2 separate regions of the Gossypium hirsutum genome follow, and region 1 is linked to region 2. Evidence: chromatin contacts called from public Hi-C data. All regions are on one chromosome and are shown on one strand. Each heading gives the region's core, a stretch centred on a gene start, on an enhancer-like site or on the middle of the called end of the contact. The rest is flanking DNA. Distances are from core to core; before and after follow the strand shown. Region 1 holds the start of LOC107909364 (E3 ubiquitin-protein ligase RNF185). Region 2 holds the start of LOC107909381 (probable protein phosphatase 2C 80).

Region 1 (5,394 bases), core at 169-2,668, 160 kb after region 2:
AACATAAAATTACTAATAATTTAATGACCTTGAGTGTAGTTTAGTCTAAATAAAATTTACTTCCTAAGTATTTTGGCCAGATTTTGGCTTAATAGTAAGATTAAGATTTAAGAAATTTTGAGGTTTTAGGTTCGAGCCCTACATTTTGTAAATATGTAGGTTTTCCTCCAAATTTATTATAATTAGTTATTTTGAATTGAGTTAGTTATTGAATTAAATATTCACTTTAGTACTTATAATGATTGATTCAAGACCGTTGATATATTTATAACTTTTGGAAAAAAAAGAAGAAGAAGAATTGGTTCAAATTGCATTGTTGGGATTAACCTTCTTCACAATCGGACAATTCATAAAGGAGGATATTGATATCAAGGTATTCAGAATTGCATCAATGGACACCGCTTTTTTACTAGAACTAGTACATATAGATACTGGTTTGTATTAGTGCACCTTTTTAGATTTATTGATATTTTTGAAAATATTTAATATATGTATATAAAAATATTTACAAATATCAAATGAATAAGATTAAATAAATTTAAAATATAAAATATATCGATTATATAAAATACTCATCCACATGCTTCACAAATAAAAATCTATCGTTTACAAGTTAGTAACTTAAATTTTTTTAATATTATTCATGCACCAACTAAAGTAAAATGTTTCAACCGACGCGATTGGTATAGATTGAAATTTTCATGGATGCGAAAAAGAGAATTTGCTGTGCCAGCTTACTTTTGGAATTGTGCACACTAGTTGATCTAGTCGAAACCAAGGTGGAACTAGCTACATTTTTTTTTTGGATAAGGTAGCATTTAGTCCCTCAACTTAGTTCCTATCTTTTTCTTTGGTCCACGTTAGTCTCTAAACTAAAGAATTTTTGCGAGATTTGGTCTTTGTAAGGACATGACATTCTAAAATTGTCATGTCATCACATAAAAACTACAAGTTTTCAAAAAAAAATTTAGGTCATGATATAGCACTCTAATATTGTGCCATGTGAGCAGAATACTTTTTGTTAAAATATGTTATAAGTCCTTGTACTCTTCATAAATTTAGAATTTAGTCTCTCTATTTTTATTTCTAAAAATTTAGTCTATCTATTTTTTAAATTTAAAGATACAAATCCAATCATCAACACATTAAAATTCTTTTATTAAATACAAATCCATTATAACCCATTTTTTTTATTTACATAGCCATCAAATGATTTTTTTAATTTCAAAATGTCATACTGAAAAATTTAACAAAAAACTAACGATGTTATTAATTAGACTTGAATTTTTAAATCTAAAAAATAGAGAAATTGAATATCTGAAATAAAAGTATAATGACTAAATTCCAAATGTAGGTAAAATACAGGGACTTGTAGCATATTTTAACCTATATATATTCGCATGTCAAAGTAATTAGTCAAGCTTGGAAAGTAGGTGAGAAACAACGTTTCCCCCACTGCCCAATTACTTATTTTCTGCTTTGCAATTTACAATTTATTAAAAAATATATAAATAATAAATTATGTAGAAATTTGAAAACCCTCGATTCTTCCCTAAATTTGCCCAACTTTCCCTAGAAAAATAAACAAAAATAATTAAAAAATATTGATCCAATCAGTTCCTTCAATACCCAGGTTAGTTTTATTTTTATCCAATTTGGATTATGTATTACGTCTAAGATCTTGTTTTTAGATTTTTTTTACTGGGTTTAATTGATTATGATTTGAATTTGTTGTCTTCTTCTGAATTTAGGTTAGGGTTTCTTTTCTTTTGTTGGATTAATAAAATGGTGTTGTTTGGTTTATAATTAATGTCGTTTATGGCACAATTTGATGAACTATTGTTAAAATAGATTCAATTTTTTTTTTTTGGATTTCAATCGTTATGGTGTTAGTTTCATTTCGAGTTTTCTGGGTTTTTATTTTTGGGTAAAAAATTAGGAATTGGGTGTGTGTTTGGTTGATTGAATTTGAAAGTTGTAATCTTTGATTCCATTGAATTTTAGATTTCTTATTTTCCCCTTTAAATTATGTTTTTGGATTTTTATTGTTTTGATTTATTGTGTTGCGTGAATTAAGGAATGGCGAGCGGTTTTGGGGAATCAACAAGCAGACCACCCCCAAGTCCGCCTTGCTCGGGTAGTACTGATAATGCTAACGATGCCGGTGGTTTTGAATGCAATATCTGCTTCGAGTTAGCTCAAGACCCGATCGTCACTCTTTGCGGTCACCTCTTTTGTTGGCCGTGTCTATACAGATGGTTACACCATCACTGTCATTGCCATGAATGCCCTGTTTGCAAAGCCCTCATACAAGAGGAAAAACTTGTTCCACTTTACGGTAGGGGCAAAAACCATACTGATCCACGTTCAAAATTGTATCCCGGCATGGAAATCCCTAACCGTCCCACAGGGCAAAGACCAGCAACCGCTCCTCCTCCTCCTCCCCCAGAAGCCAATCCATTTGGCAATTACGGGTTTGGACTAATGGGAGGTTTTGTTCCAATGGCAACCACCAGGATCGGTAACTTCACAATGGGATTTGGAGGCTTATTGCCATCATTGTTTAACATCCAGTCCCATGGATTCCCAGATGCTACTGTGTACGGAACAACTTCGGGGTTCCCTTTTGGGTACAATACGGTTCATGGCGGTCATCCTCATTGGTTTCCCCAGCCGCCAACCACTCGAGGACAGCAAGCAGATAATGTGTTGAAGAATCTTCTTTTATTGATTGGGGTCTTCGTAGTCCTTGCTCTGCTATATTGGTGAAATAGGTATAACCGCTTCAGCTCAGACAAAGCTTGGTTATCTAGTGTCTGTATATATATGCTTATAGCCGAATCGACGATTCTGTTTTAGCTCGAGAAGAAGTTGTCAATATAATACTTTGCCATTTGTAGCTTCAGGAACAACTTACACTCGTCTTAATTCGTTCTTTTCAAAATAAAAAAAGGAATTAGCTCGTTTCCCCCCTATACATAGAAACATTGTGTTGATTCTTGAATGGTCATTTGGTGTCAATCATGTTAGAACCATAAAAAGAGAACAGCTGTTTTCTTATTTCTTTGCTTTTTCTGGGTGATCCAATCATGGTGGTAATAGCTATATACGTCTCCCATAAGCTAAATTATTGAACATCTTTGGATTTTTATTACATAACCATATGGAACACGAGTTTGTGTTAAAATATACAAACACAAGTTCATATGTAGGCTCCATTTGGTGCTTTGTCTATAGGAACATGCTATTGAATGATAGTTTTGAACACTATTTGGGTGAAAATACCATAGAGGTCACTGAACTAGGAGTTAAATTGTATTTTACTCTCTCTACTAAAAAATGAGCGAATTAGTCAATGTATCTTAAATCAAAGAAAAGATTGGTCATTTCTATTAAAAATTTCATCTTTTTGTATTGTTAAAAATTGGTGTGGTTAATAGAATAACTAGACAATAACACTTAGTGTGCCACGTGTATTTTATGCTAACATTTAGGGATCAGTTTTTAGCAATAGAAATGGATGAAATTTTTAATAGAAAAATTAATTTATTCTTTGATCTAATATACATGGACTAATTTACTCATTTTTTAATAGAAGTGTCAAAATACAAACTTTCTCCTATTATAGGGGTTTATATGATACTTTTACCACATTATTTGTTGAACCAATTACATTGATTGGATGGTTCTGATGTTAACACATGGGAAAGATAATGCCTTTTGTTTTGTACCACATGGTAGGGTAGGGGATTCATTAATCATACCATGGAAACTTGGTCATAGGGTACTTCTGGTTTGATCATGCAATTAAACTCAAGAAAAGTAATTGCTCCTACCACATGATGGAATATGAATGAATTTTGTACCCTGCGTTTTAGGTCTTAATTGCCTTCATCAAAGGGTTATATGCTTTCTTGGACCATAAGTTTTCAACTGAAAAATGTCTTATTATTTCCATTTTTTTCTTTTTTTATTTATTTTAGATTAATCTTTCTTAACTTTAGAACAAGGCAACCCTTGGTTCTTTTCCTCCTCAGCTAACCGACATATCTATTGATAGGCTGAGGAGGATGGGACTTGTAAAACAGTTCACTCGGTGGGTTGAGAGTCGTAAAGTGAGGGTTTGAAGTAAAAGAGTTGATGGATTGAGGAGGATGGGGACTTGTAAGACAATTCACTCGATGGGCTGAGAGTCTTAAAGTGAGAGTTTGAAGTAAAAGAGTTGAAGACAAGGATAGGAGTCGGAGGGTATGATTGGTTCATCGAGGTTGGAAATGCCACGTAAAGGGACATGATTGTTGGATGTTTTGAGTAACTAGTGGTAGTAATCTTGTTGTCACGATTTGTTAGTTTTTAGAGAAGAGTTGAACTGATGTTTTTAACAGACATATCAAATAAAGCATTAAATTTTTAAACATGACAATTCGTAGTTCATGCTATTTTTTTGAATTTTTACGAACTTTTTTAATTGAGTTTTGAAATTTTTAAAATTTTTTTTTGAATATTTTTATAAATTTTAATGTGGCGTATAAGACAAATAGCGTATGTCAACATGAAGTACACATGTATTGTCACATGAATTGTCACGCCAATATCATAAAAAAATTAATGTTTTAGTCAATATTTTTGTAAAAAAAAATGATTTAATTCTTTTCAAAAGATTAATGACCAAATTTAGCTAAGAAAAAGTCAAATTAACAAAATATGTAAACATTGAGGGTTTAAGTTATCATTGTATAAAAAACAAGAAGAAAAAAACCAACTAAACCGCTTATTCAACCAGTTTTTTAGCTCAACTCAACTGCTTTTAGCAATTCACTCAAAACTCGTTTCAATGACCTGTTTCTGCTTCAACTGATTCGATCTGATTCTAACAAGATAATATGCACACCTTAATGCTCAGCACTCAACCTTCGTTCCACTTGTAAATTTTATTATAGATGATGTTCCTTCGCATTTATTGTTTTGAACTAATTTCATTGCAGTGCTAAGCTTCTATGAAGCTTCAATAACTAAGTGTTCTGTCACAATACTTGACCAAAAGAGTAAACTGGTTCACATTGGAACAAGACATTATATCTTTCCATGTAATGTCGTATATGCATGTATCTTTATTAGATTGTAAAGGGTTGTTAATAATTTTCTGATATATAAGTTCCAAAAAAGGAGGGACCTAGCTGAATTTATTGTTGCTGCATTAAGTTTCCTGCTATCTGCAACAATGTTTTCGGATGGAAGCTCACTCAAACTATAATACACACGCAAAATCTGAACCTGTACAAAACTTGAATGCCGCCTATATGAAATTTGCAGTGTCAATAACTAGCAAATAATTTGATTTTCCTTTTACAACTCATTCTGTTTTTACCTATTATCTGACGTCGGTGATAAATA
Region 2 (5,210 bases), core at 1,156-3,655:
ACTAACTATTCAGTGTTTTTAGATTACAAATCAGTCCAACCTTCTACCTCAATATTAGAGAACATCCTACCCCAATATTAAAGAAAATTTATAGTGTAGGGGAAGTAGTGAGTCAATATGTTGAAACTGGGCCTCAAGATAGGAGTTTTCGTAGAACCAACAAACCAATGTCTAATTTAAAAGAAAATAGAGAACTTGATAATTATCTCTCTTTAAGAGAAAAAGATCTAGCTATACAAATTAAAGAGAGATTAACACAAAAAAGGGGTGGGTAGACTCTTATTATTGGTTCTAATTTATATTTTTTTTATACAATGCTTAGAATTATTCGTAGCCTCTTTTCCCCTACCCATAAATAGGAGGATAATGCACTTTAGTACACTCGAACCCACGTCCTCCTGTATTGACAACAGTACAATAATATACATTCCAATCGAAATAAGACTCAATCGATGGAAAATGGGTTACTTGAATCTCCCGTGATGGTTAACATGTCCAATGTAGAACTTAAATTGTACGAACTTGAAGTACCTACAAAATTTAGTGCACTAAACAAATCTTAAAAAGGCCTACCAAATACTATTGTTCAAATCGATTTTTAATTTCTTTACCTAACCTAATGATAATAAATGGTAAAGGCCCATTTGGGATCCATCAAAGGGCCCAAACAAAACCCAATTTGGAGATATAAAGACATTGAAATGATCTTAAACAATGATGGGTTGTTTTTAGGCAAAAGCATCCATTCATGGGTTTTGGATTTCAAACATTCCCACCGACTATGTTTTATCAGGTGTGACCTGAGTTTGAGTCATGCTAGTCGCGTTGGTTGTTCGACTTTTGTCTTATTATTATAATTTACCAAAAAAAACTAATTTTGAAAATATTTATTAAAAATTTGAAATTTCACTAAATAATATCCAAAAAATCAAAAAACAGAACTCGTTTTTGTTAAAATAAAATACAAAAACCCAAAATCCAAAATAAAAAAAAAATCGAAAACCGAATCCAACTTATCCTTACCCTAAAACAAAAGAAATTGAAGATAGAATAAATTTGTAAATTTGTAGATTGTAGATATATGGTCCATAATTGATTTTATTTCTATGAAGCATAAAATAGATAAGAATGGATAAGAATTTTAAGCTTCTCTCTTTTATTTTTATTTTTTTCCTTTGTTTTTTTGTGGTAATCTTTAATCCTAGCTTACTGTTATTTGTCCATTCCCATATCAACAAAATTTCCATTTTATACATCCTCAAAATTTACACCAACCACACCCTTGATTTTGTTTTTTAAATATTTTTTAATAATTTCAATACAATTTCTAATCATATCTGTTTTTTTTATACGGTGTCTAAAATTATTTATACCCCTCTCCAACCCGTAAACAGGAGTATAATGCGCTTTAGCACACTCGAACCCATATCTTCCTCCATTGACAATAATATCCATACTAATTTAACCAACAAAATTTTTATTTTATATATTCTCGAAATTTTCACTAGCCACACTCTTAATTTTGTCCTTTTTAAAAAATATTTTTTTGAAGTTAAACATGATTTTTTTATGTTTGGTCACAAAAAGAACATGGACAAAAAAGTTGATAAATTTTGTCATATTTTTGTATAGATTTTATTTTATTTTAATTGATTTTGTCATAAAAAGATCCTTTGATATTGTCACCAACATGCATGCATTGGTGCTCCTTTAAAATTGAACAAAGAATAGGAACCTTGAAAACGGTATATATTTGATGCTCGAATGGAAAATTTGAGGGTTATTTCGGTAATAAATAATTGGGATAAATTAATCTTTAGTCCTTACATTTGATAAAAAAATTTCACTTTGGTCTCTAATTTTTTTTTTGTCCACGTTAGTCTCTAAACTTGATAGATTTTTTTCCCCATTTTGGTTCCTAAACATGAATCTCGTTAAGGTATGATCATGTGACATAATCCCTGTATGCAATGTGATTATGCCTTAGCGAAATCCAAGTTTAGGGATCAAATTCAGAAAAGTTATCAAAAATTAAATATTTTTTTATCACAAACAATATATGGGAGTTGATATCAAAAGGTCAAATTATGGTTTTGACCCCTAAAATGAAAATTTTTGTTTTGATCCTTTAAATTTCATAAAATTTTTAATTAGTACATGATAAAATTATACTTTAGCTCCTAAAATGATAAAACTTTCATTTAGTCATTTAAAAGATTATAAATATACCAACTCTTAAAATGGTGAATTTATATTTTAACTCTCATAAAAACATACAACTAATTCCGACCCCTCAAAAATTTATTGACCCCTCAAATGACTAAATTTCAAATTCCAACATAATAAAAGGACCAAAACTAGAATTAGACCGATATAAAAAAGACTATATCACCTTCATTATCCTCTCTCTTTGTAAATAAAGCCAAAGAGGGAGAGGGAAAAGAGGGAGAGAAGAAGCTCCGGAGATATTCGAGTCGGATCCGGGTCATCTTTCGGATCGTCAATCCGGGAAAAAGACCCAATTTAGCTTTCAGATCTTTTCTCTTTTCGTTCACCCTCGATTGTTTGTTTTCGCTCTACGATTTTTTTACTGATTCGATAATAGCATTTACCTAAGGTTCCTCTGGCATCGAATATTAGCAGATTAAACGCTACAAAGCTTCTTGAACAGGTTCAATTTTACTATTTTTCAATCCTTTTTCGCGTTTGGGTTGTTGGGTATTTGCGAAAAGTTTCAATTTTTGTGAATTTTATTTACAATTACCCATATTTTGTTTTCATATTGTTTTGCAGAAAGCTTTAAGCTTTGAAATGGGATCATTAAACTTAAGCTATGCTTTGTTTTGTTTTCTTTTTATTAGGGACCATACATTGAAATGTAATTACTGGATATTAGAAGTAAATAAATCTGCATTTTTATCATCCATAAATGGTGAAATTTCCAGTTTTTAACTGTTCTATGTGTTGAAACTTGAAAGAAATAAGCTTCATTGGAGTAGAATTAGTATTAATTGTTGATATGTTATGTATTAGTCTTTGAAGGACAATTGCAGGAACCAGTTGTGTAATTAAACTGTTTTCACTGTTTAGACATGTTGAGGTTCGGTCGGCTCCTAAGTGTCGTCCGCCAGCCAGCCGAATGGACCACTAACAACAGAAGGTATTGTCCTCGGGAGAGGATTTTGTCCCCAGCTTCTGCGGAGAGCTAGTGTTTCTTGAGCGGCTGCGGAGGGGGGTGCCTTGACTGTACATGAGTGTACGACCATGAGCGTCGCCCTTGGTGGGTGGGTGGCCATACACCTACGTATGGTCAAGGTGCCCTTGGCTTTGTGAACCAAGCTCTCAAGATAGTTGCTCATGGCAAGCTGGTTTGGGGCAGAGCACGAGAGACAAAACTCTCGTCAGGGACAATACCTTAGGTTGTTGGGAGTCGGGTCGGTTGCTCAGCAGACGATACTTTGAAGACTTCTTCCAAAGGAGCCGACCGACCCTCAACAAGACAGTAATTGTTGTTGTTTTGGAATTTAAGGGTTGTTGTGTTAGTCTCTTGTTCCTTATTCCGAGTGATTAGATATCCGATACTAGGTTTTATTCTAATCCATCTTTGTAACAGGGCAAAAACTATGGCTGTGTCTGGTTCCAAGGTTGTTTTTGGAGATGTTTATGTGGACGAGTTAGTGTCGAGTTGCGGGAATGGCTTTGAGTTTTTGAAACCTAAAGGGGTTTATTTTGCTGATCGAAGCCATATCAGTTGCCAAAAAGCTGGTATGGTTTTGAGAAAGCAAGAACAACCCCTCTTTGTTTGTGGACACTATGTTTCTCCCACAATGTCGAGAAATTCCAAATATAATCCTTCTTTTGGTCCAAGGATTAAAAGTATTCGCACTTCGCCTTTGCCATGTTCCTCTTCTAGGGCCGTCCACGATGTGTCATTTGATGGCAGTTCTAGTGATGACCAAACCACAAGTTTGCCTCAACGGTATGTCCTCATCTTGTATTTACCCTACTATATGCTTTAAACATTTCCGACACTGGCTATCTATGCTTGTACTCAATTTCCACATTTTGGTCATTTGGTGTTGATTTCAGAGCTATTCCGAGCGAGCGAACATTGACACTTGTTTCCGGGTCATGTTATCTCCCCCATCCCTCTAAGGTAGAAAAGGGAGGGGAGGACGCGCACTTCATTTGTGCTGATGAACAAGCCATAGGAGTAGCCGATGGTGTAGGTGGCTGGGCTGAAGTCGGTATTGATGCTGGTGAATTTGCTCGTGAACTTATGTCTAATTCGGTGAAAGCAATTCGAGATGAACCCAAAGGTTCAGTTGACCCGGCCAGAGTATTAGAGAAGGCCCATTCAAGCACAAAATCACAAGGATCCTCAACTGCATGCATCATTTCCCTTCACAAGGAGGTTTGTTTTCACTTTCAAAGGCTAGTCTCATCGAGTTTGATTGTTAGTGAATTTTGGTATATAACTTGGGTTGCCCAAGTTTGATCACATTCATGCCGATTCATGTACTTACTATCTCGACAGGGACTACATGCAATAAATTTGGGGGACAGCGGTTTCATAGTTGTTAGAGATGGTTCAACTGTTTTTCATTCCCCAGTGCAGCAACACGGTTTCAATTTTACTTATCAGTTGGAGAGCGGTAACAATGGTGATCTACCGAGCTCTGGTCAGGTTAGTCGATGACTCGTTACTCCACCCTAATACAAGGAATCTGTTATAGTGGTTTTCCTTTCTTTGTTCACCGTGTTTAAGGCAATATCTTTGAAAATAGTAGAAATGGCATTGTCTTGACAAATGCATGCATGCATAGTGCACTAAAGATTGATAAAAATTGATCATTGGACACACCCACATAAATACATGCATGCATACATATATATACGCGCGCTAAAGATCGATAAAAGTTGACCATTGGATGCACACACACACAAATGCATGGATGCATACATATATATACCCACGCGCACTAAAGATTGATAGAAATTGAGCATTGGACCTCATTTGGCTGCATTTCTTAAATGGCTTGGTGCTCAGGCTTATAATCAAAACATGTTTTATTATGGGAAAATGTACTTGAGAGGTCCCTATATATAGGGACCAGATCAAATTTGCCCCTCTACTATTAAATGGATTAATTTAGTCTTTGTACTATTAAAAAGAATCAAATAAGGCCAAGTTGGAAAAGATTTAAACT

What was found. A called contact is a pair of places that touch in the nucleus more often than the background predicts.
Region 1: a Hi-C map of leaf shows a contact between it and region 2, with 1.7 times the contacts expected there. The contact joins the promoter of LOC107909364 here to the promoter of LOC107909381 in region 2. A contact is called at or near these places in 2 of 34 Hi-C or Micro-C datasets (both in leaf).

Annotation. Positions count from the first base shown.
Region 1 is chrD03:1,397,297-1,402,690 of Gossypium_hirsutum_v2.1, forward strand. It overlaps LOC107909364 (E3 ubiquitin-protein ligase RNF185), which reads left to right and starts at 1,419. Exons shown (of 2, transcript XM_016836851.2): 1 at 1,419-1,633; 2 at 2,078-2,975. The coding sequence starts at 2,080. The coding sequence ends at 2,769.
Region 2 is chrD03:1,231,401-1,236,610 of Gossypium_hirsutum_v2.1, forward strand. It overlaps LOC107909381 (probable protein phosphatase 2C 80), which reads left to right and starts at 2,406. Exons shown (of 6, transcript XM_041089551.1): 1 at 2,406-2,671; 2 at 3,091-3,538; 3 at 3,614-3,979; 4 at 4,090-4,414; 5 at 4,538-4,687. The coding sequence starts at 3,624.